Regions from separate parts of the Gossypium hirsutum genome. Here region 2 is linked to region 1. The links are chromatin contacts, called in public Hi-C maps. All regions are on one chromosome and are shown on one strand. The core of a region is the stretch at or near the end of the contact, and the rest is flanking DNA. Distances in the headings are between cores, read along the strand shown.

Evidence for each region. A called contact is a pair of places that touch in the nucleus more often than the background predicts.
Region 2: a Hi-C map of leaf shows a contact between it and region 1, with 2.5 times the contacts expected there. The contact joins the promoter of LOC107897032 here to the promoter of LOC107897752 in region 1. A contact is called at or near these places in 7 of 34 Hi-C or Micro-C datasets (callus, hypocotyl and leaf).

Annotation. Positions count from the first base shown.
Region 1 is chrA10:65,907,315-65,910,859 of Gossypium_hirsutum_v2.1, forward strand. LOC107897752 (glutathione reductase, chloroplastic) reads left to right here and starts at 1,693. Exons shown (of 17, transcript XM_016823325.2): 1 at 1,693-1,829; 2 at 1,942-2,133; 3 at 3,019-3,083; 4 at 3,176-3,245. The coding sequence starts at 1,993. LOC107897754 (pentatricopeptide repeat-containing protein At4g01400, mitochondrial) reads left to right here and starts at 299. Exons shown (of 1, transcript XM_016823326.2): 1 at 299-1,012. The coding sequence starts at 299. The coding sequence ends at 1,012.
Region 2 is chrA10:66,347,453-66,350,997 of Gossypium_hirsutum_v2.1, forward strand. LOC107897032 reads right to left here and starts at 1,530. Exons shown (of 11, transcript XM_016822363.2): 1 at 1,349-1,530; 2 at 1,137-1,220; 3 at 577-672; 4 at 415-490; 5 at 222-317; 6 at 14-87. The coding sequence starts at 1,402.

The DNA.
Region 1 (3,545 bases), core at 443-2,942:
TAATTTAGGGTTTAAAAAGAGAAGAAGAAGAAGAAGAGAAAAAATAGAGATGTGTCCAGTTTTCAAATCAACGGCAACCGTCGCTGTCGCCAATAGCTTCCCCTACATGAGTCTTGAAACTGATATCCGCCTAATCCGACCCTCTCCTCGCTAAAGAAATCTTCGATGTTGTCACCACCCAACCCGGTTTTTGTCATTCTTACTCTTCCTTCCTCATCCTCATTCTCAAATTCGGTGGTTCCAAGCACTTTTATCTTGTCAACAACCTTCTCATTCGTCTCAAATCCGATCAAAATCTATGTCGACTCTCTTTTCTTACCTCATCAAAATCTATGCTGAAGCTGATTTATCCCAGAAAGCTCTCAATGTGTTCTACAAAATGCTTGAATTCAATGTTAAGCCTTTACTCAGAAACTTAAATCATATCCTTGAGCTGCTTGTTTCTCATCGTGACTTCATCATGCCTGTTTTCGACCTTTTCAAGATTGCCTATAAATATAGTGTTTTCCCCAATACCAAATCTTACAACATTTTGATGGGTGCATTTTGTTTGAATGGGGACTTAAGTATTGCATACAAACTGTTCAAAAAATTGTTTGAGAGAGGTGTTATGCCTGATGTCGAGTCTTATAGGATATTAATGCAAAGGGTATGCAAGAAGAGTCAAGTGAATAGAGCTGTAGATTTGTTAGAAGATATGTTGAATAAAAGATTTGTACCAGATTCATTGAGTTATACTACTTTGTTGAATAGTTTGTGTAGGAAGAAGAAGCTTAGAGAAGGAAGAGCTATGGATGCTATTAAGGTTTTTGCACAGCCATTACAGTGGAAGAAATCATATCAACTATTGCGAAATTTTAGATTTCAGGACAACTTTAAGCTTGGATATCAATGGTATCGCCCTTGTTTATACCACTGCAACTTTAGCTGTTGCTATGACAAGTTACCTGCCTGTCATCACTTTTTTATTGGCTGTGTTAATCGATTAAATTACACCATCAGTGGCCGATGACAAGAGACGAATTTTGGGTCAGTGGAGAATTATTAGCCGACCAAACAAGGGCGTTATTTCTAGATGTGTTGTAATACCAAATAGAGAAAGTGTAGAGATTTGTAGAAGAACTCATTGACTTAAACCAAGCAGCGAAGATTTTGTTTGAACAGATAAGATTTTTTTTTTGAGATGGAGTCCATGGGAAATCCAAGAAATTGAAAGATCGATATTGCCAGGACAACAATGGCGGAAGGTTACAGAGGAAGAGGCAAAGAAGATTTTTTTTTACAGTCTCTTCTTCTTCTTCTTCTCTATTATTAACGTTATTTTTTTTTCAATTTTTTTTTAAATTGGGTGGGTTTTACTATGTACATCCAATGTGGCAAGTTAACTTGCCACATCAGCTGGTTAAATTGTCACATCAGCTGTCCCGTTAACCCCTAATGGAAATTGTTAATCGGTGATTATTTTGTCACTTTTTTATAACGTTAGTGACTGTTTTATTATTTTTTAAAAGTTGAGTGACTGATATGAAACCTAAGTGACTATTTTGTTAATTATTCTAAAATTGAGTGACTGTTAGTGCAATTTACATATTTTACACCACACTATGATATACGAGGTAAGGCAAATGCAGTAGCCGACTGTGCTACGTGTCAACTATCTGTCATTGCAAACGTTAGTGCTTACGTATTAATAAAGGCCTGTCTTGACTATCAAAAAGAATTTTATTTTTTTTTGGAAAGGCTGCTATTCTTCACTATAGAGCCTCGCAAACGCCCAAATCAAATCCCAAATTCGTTGCTTTTCATTTATCGAGGAAAACTCACTTCAGGTATATTTCCTTTTTTTATTTCGAAATTCAACGCTTCAATCTTATTATATCTTGTGATTTTCTTGGAAGCCAAACTGAGGCTGGCGCTTATTGATTTTTGTTGTTGTTCCAGTCTTGGATTTAGAGTTTCTGTTTTTAACATAGTTAGTTGAAGCAAGCAATCATGGCAAGGAAGATGTTGGTTGATGGAGAATTAAACCAAACGAATAAAGAGGGAGCTGAATATGATTTCGACTTGTTTGTCATCGGTGCTGGAAGCGGTGGTGTTCGCGCTGCCAGGTTCTCCGCTAACTATGGAGCAAAGGTGTGTGTTCCGATTTCCATGATCTCTTCATTTAAGCTAATAAATTAAACGAAATAGAACTTTGTTAATGTTTGGTTGGAGAAACATAGATTTTCTTTTTATTTTAAATGTGATCATCGATTTTGAATGGGATGGTTTGATTGTGTTCGGTTAATGAAGGTGAAGAGTATCACTTTTAAATGAGATTATATTCCTTAATTTAGCAACGGTGAAGAGACAATTTTTTTTTTAAGTGAGATTTTGTTTCGGATTTGTGTTCTTACTGGATGCTAGCATTTGAAGAGAAACATGTAAATGAACTGCAAAAAAACAACGGCTTCAACCTGTGTTTAATTGCTTCTTGCCTAACAATTGAAATTGGGGGAGAAAAACAATTAGGGTCTCATTCGTATATGTTATTTATTTTTATGGTGGGGTAGTGGGCTGGTGGCTTAATCAGATGTTTGAATTCTCTCTGTCTCTCTCTCTCTCTCTCTTTTATATATTTATATAATTGTTTTTGCTAGCGACATAGATTGTTTAATCTAAATGGTTTTTCTGTTATAGAAAATGAGAAATAGATTTTTTTTTTTTTAGTAAAATTCAGTGCTATATTCTGCTATATTAAGATACTCTTTTGGTTAACTCGTTGATTATTGTTCTGTTCTTTTTCTTCCTTCATTTAATTTTGATCACTAAACTTTTTGCACATTTTCTGTTTCTGCTGTGATGGAGTTGTTAGTCATTTCAGCTTTTCGCTCTTCTGCAACTTTGTTGTCTTGAAATTTATTTTGACTTTTTTATTTCTACTTTCTATACTTTTCTTCTCAAATATTCATTTTTGTATTTTAAAAATTCCATTTTTATTTATCTATCTATTATTTAAATCAATTTTCATGTTTGAAGGTTGGGATTTGTGAGCTCCCATTTCATCCAATCAGCTCAGAAGTCATTGGAGGGGTTGGTGGAACGTAAGTTACTTTTTTAACTTAAAAATAGTTTTAATGCATTTCTTTATGCCGCTATGTTCGCTTATAATGCTGTCTCACTTTCTGATTCACAGGTGTGTTATTCGTGGTTGTGTTCCCAAAAAGATTTTGGTCTATGGAGCCACGTTTGGAGGTGAAATTGAGGTGAGACAGTAATCCTTATCAGAATCACATTCTATGGAAAATCTATGATTGAATGATTTTGTTATATGAAAGATCTCTTTGTGACTATCTTGGTACATCAAGAGATTTGCTTGTTAATTATACAAGATTCAAGAATGTCATACAATAATCTGTTCAGTAACTTCTTATATAATGGTTGGAACATTTAAAGATTTTTGGATTCAGCTCTATTTTGAAGCATATACATTAACCCTTAGGCTAGAATTCTTTCAGGCTATGACCTCTCCAATTAGGAATAATATAACACTGTTGCACCAGCCA
Region 2 (3,545 bases), core at 280-2,779, 440 kb after region 1:
ATAGTAAACTAACAAAGTCAATAATATCTTCTTCAGTGTAATCTCCAAGAGGCTCATCCAAAGAAACCACAGACACTTCCTCTTCATCTGCAAGAAAATTAATATAATGAACAGATCCCAATGAATTAATGAATAGAAGCATTTAGGAAATATATTCAAAAAAACATGAAAAGTTATGACTAAAGTGTGCTAGTTTTACATTGTGACAAATGATCAGATACCTAGAAGCTGAATGTCTGCTTTACTTGAGCCAAGATCTACACTACTCTTCAAGGCTCTTCCGAAGATAGCATTCTTGGGGTCAACAACAAGAGGATCTGAAGACAGAAGAACATTTATTTAAATAAAATGCAGAGGAGAGAGTAGGAGAAAAAGAAAACACAGAAAATGCACTTCAAGTTAAAGTGAAGATACCATCGATTCCACTGACTTCAAGCATAAAAACAGCTCGAGGTCTATTAAATGGATTAGGAATGAGAACCTCATTTAGCTGCAAAAAAAGTATGTCTTTCAAGCTTTTGAAAAAACAAAGAATTAAAAAAGCTAATTACTCAGGATTAATAACTAAAGAACGACCTTAGATGAACCAGCAGCTGAAAGGGTAGTGGGTGGTGCAAAACCAAGCAAGACTGATACAGTAGCACCAACTTCAGTTAACAGCATCGACTCTGACTATTTAAGTGGAAAAAGAATGGAAGTGAGAAGCAAGATCAGAATTAGGTTAAAAATTAGAGACATGACGAACAAAGGATAATCAAATACGCGTGACAAAAAGAAAAATAAAAGGGTTTAGAAGAAAATACTACCCCCACTATTTCCAAGATCCATCTAAGAAGACAATATATACACTTTTTATCATATATAACTTACAGTAAAAAGATAGTGACAAGAAGTTATCAGTACAATCTTCAAAATTAATATGAAGAAGAAAAATAAAAAGGGTGATATACAAAGTAAAGCATATGCATAAGCTAAATTACTGAATTTAAATCCTAATAAGATTCAAGATATTAGTTTCCAAATTTACATATTCTGGCCAAATAGAAAACCATCCACAATCTCTTGATGCTTAAAATCCATCATAAAATATAAATTAAAAGAAATTAATTTCAAATTAAGGAAATGAATAGTTAAACCTGAGCAACATCGTTGGAGGACTGAGAGCGAAGAAATTGATTATTTGTACTATCAATGAAGAAAACGGATCCAGTAGATTCAGCCTGTGATGAAATCAGAAAAATAAAAAAATAAAATCGAATCAATTAAATTAAATTAAATTAAATTAATTACAAACAGATCCAATTATATTAAAACAGATTGAGAGAGGAGAAGAAGAAAGAGAGCAAACCCTAGGAAATGCGAAGAAGAGAAAGGAAATTAAGAAAACGGAGAAAATCTTCATTGCAAGAGAAGGGATAATTGTGAGAAAAGAGAAGAGTACGATGTGTGTGGTGGTTTCGCGATCACGGGACTGGAGATGGAAGAGGACGAAAGAACCAAGGAAGAGGACGAGCTTTAGTTTTTATCTACAAAACCGACGTCGTGGTGCTTCATATTCAAACCGACGTCGTTTGTTGAGGTACTGATTGGGTTGAGTTCTTGGGCCAGTATTGGAAAATAAAGTTTGTGATGATATTAAAAGTCCAAAAACATGTTACATGCTTCATCTATAATTTATAATCTATACTGAAAAATCAATATATAATACGGAGGGATTATACTGTTGCTTATCTTTTTATACAATTAATATATTTTAATAATCTAAAATTTTAAATTTATCGATATAATTATATAAGTGAATATTTGGTACACTAGCAATGTACTTTTTTATTCTATAAGTAACTTTAAAAAATTAAAATAATTTACTATACTCTTATATGACACTTGTCAATCTCCTGACCCTACTTGTGGATTCTAAAACCCCCACTAACAGTGCACCAAATAATTTCCCTAATTATATTTGCCATGCAAGTAAATTTTCAAATCAATCTGATATCTTCTATTATAAAAGTATAAAATAATATATATATTAATATTTATTGAACTATTAAAATTTATTTACATAAAAAGTAGTTAAAATTTTTTAATTTACATCAAATTTGACATGCATTATCTATATGAATGAATATAAAATATGATGGTTTGATTATTAAAATTTAATAATACAAAGAGATACGAAAGTATAATTTTATATCGGTGTAAATGAATTCCCCATATATAATATATAAAAGCACAGTTTAGTGAAACATATTTTCAATTAGAGGTGTTCATGGGCCGGGTCGGGCCGGGTTCGGGTCAGGCTCAACTAAAAAATCATGCCAATTTATTGGGCTCGGGCCGGGCTGGGCCCAAAAAATGGGCCTAAAATTTTACCCAAGCTCAACCCGGATAAAAATACTAAAACCCGAGCCCGGCCCGGCTCGCCCTTATTAATTTTTTATATTATATTATTATTTTTAAATATATATAGTACATCAAAAATACTAAAAATATCAAAATAAATATTTCCCAACAAATTGAAAATAAATTTTGAAAAATATGTAAACTTAAATAACACTAAGATAAATGCAACTTAACAAGCAATTGCTTCTAAAATAATAAAAAAATTAACAAATGCCTTTAAAATAATAAGAAAATTAACAATAAATTAAATTTTATACAATATCCAAACAATAACAACAAAATAATAGCAACATAATAGTAAAATGGTAGCAAAATATGGAGAAAACAACAAGAAAATAACACTCAAAAATAAAAAATAAAAATATTTAGATTTTTTTGTCCTTTAGTGAATTCGGGCCGGGCCCGGGCTAAAAATATCTTACCCGAGGCCCGGCCTATTTTTTAAACGGGCCTTTTTTTTGTCCAAATCCATTTTTCGGGCCTATATTTTTGTCTAAACCCTCTCACATTTCGGGCGGGCCTTCGGCCCTGGCCGAATAGCCCGGCCCATGCACACCTCTATTTCCAATATAGCCTTGGCTTTTGGTGGTTCATTATATTCCTGAATTTATCATTTTAATTTTTTTGTTATTTATAACATTTATAAATGATAATTTTAATGTTAGTAAAATATTTAGTTAAATAAATTTATTTGAATAAAAAAATTTTATCATACTTATAGATAAAAATATTGATTTCATGAAAAGACTTTTATTAAATGAATTTACGTAATAATAAATAAATATACTAAATTAATTTATATTTAAATTATTATGTTTATGTTAACCAAAAAATTTAAAAAAGTAATACTTTAATTTTAAATAGAAGATTTTAATTATTTATATAATAAGTAACTGAATATTGTGTATTTAAAATTTTAAAATTTTAAAATAATAAAATAATATAAATATAATATATTATATTATAATTAAATTAATTATATATTATTGACAAACTATTATGATGAATTTATTGACTATTAAAGAAGTAAAAAAATTGAATCGCGTAGAGTTTAACTTACAAATATATCAACTTTTTTCTAGTTCGTAAAATGATTTAATAATGATTAGAAATTTTATTATTAACACTATATTTAAATGATT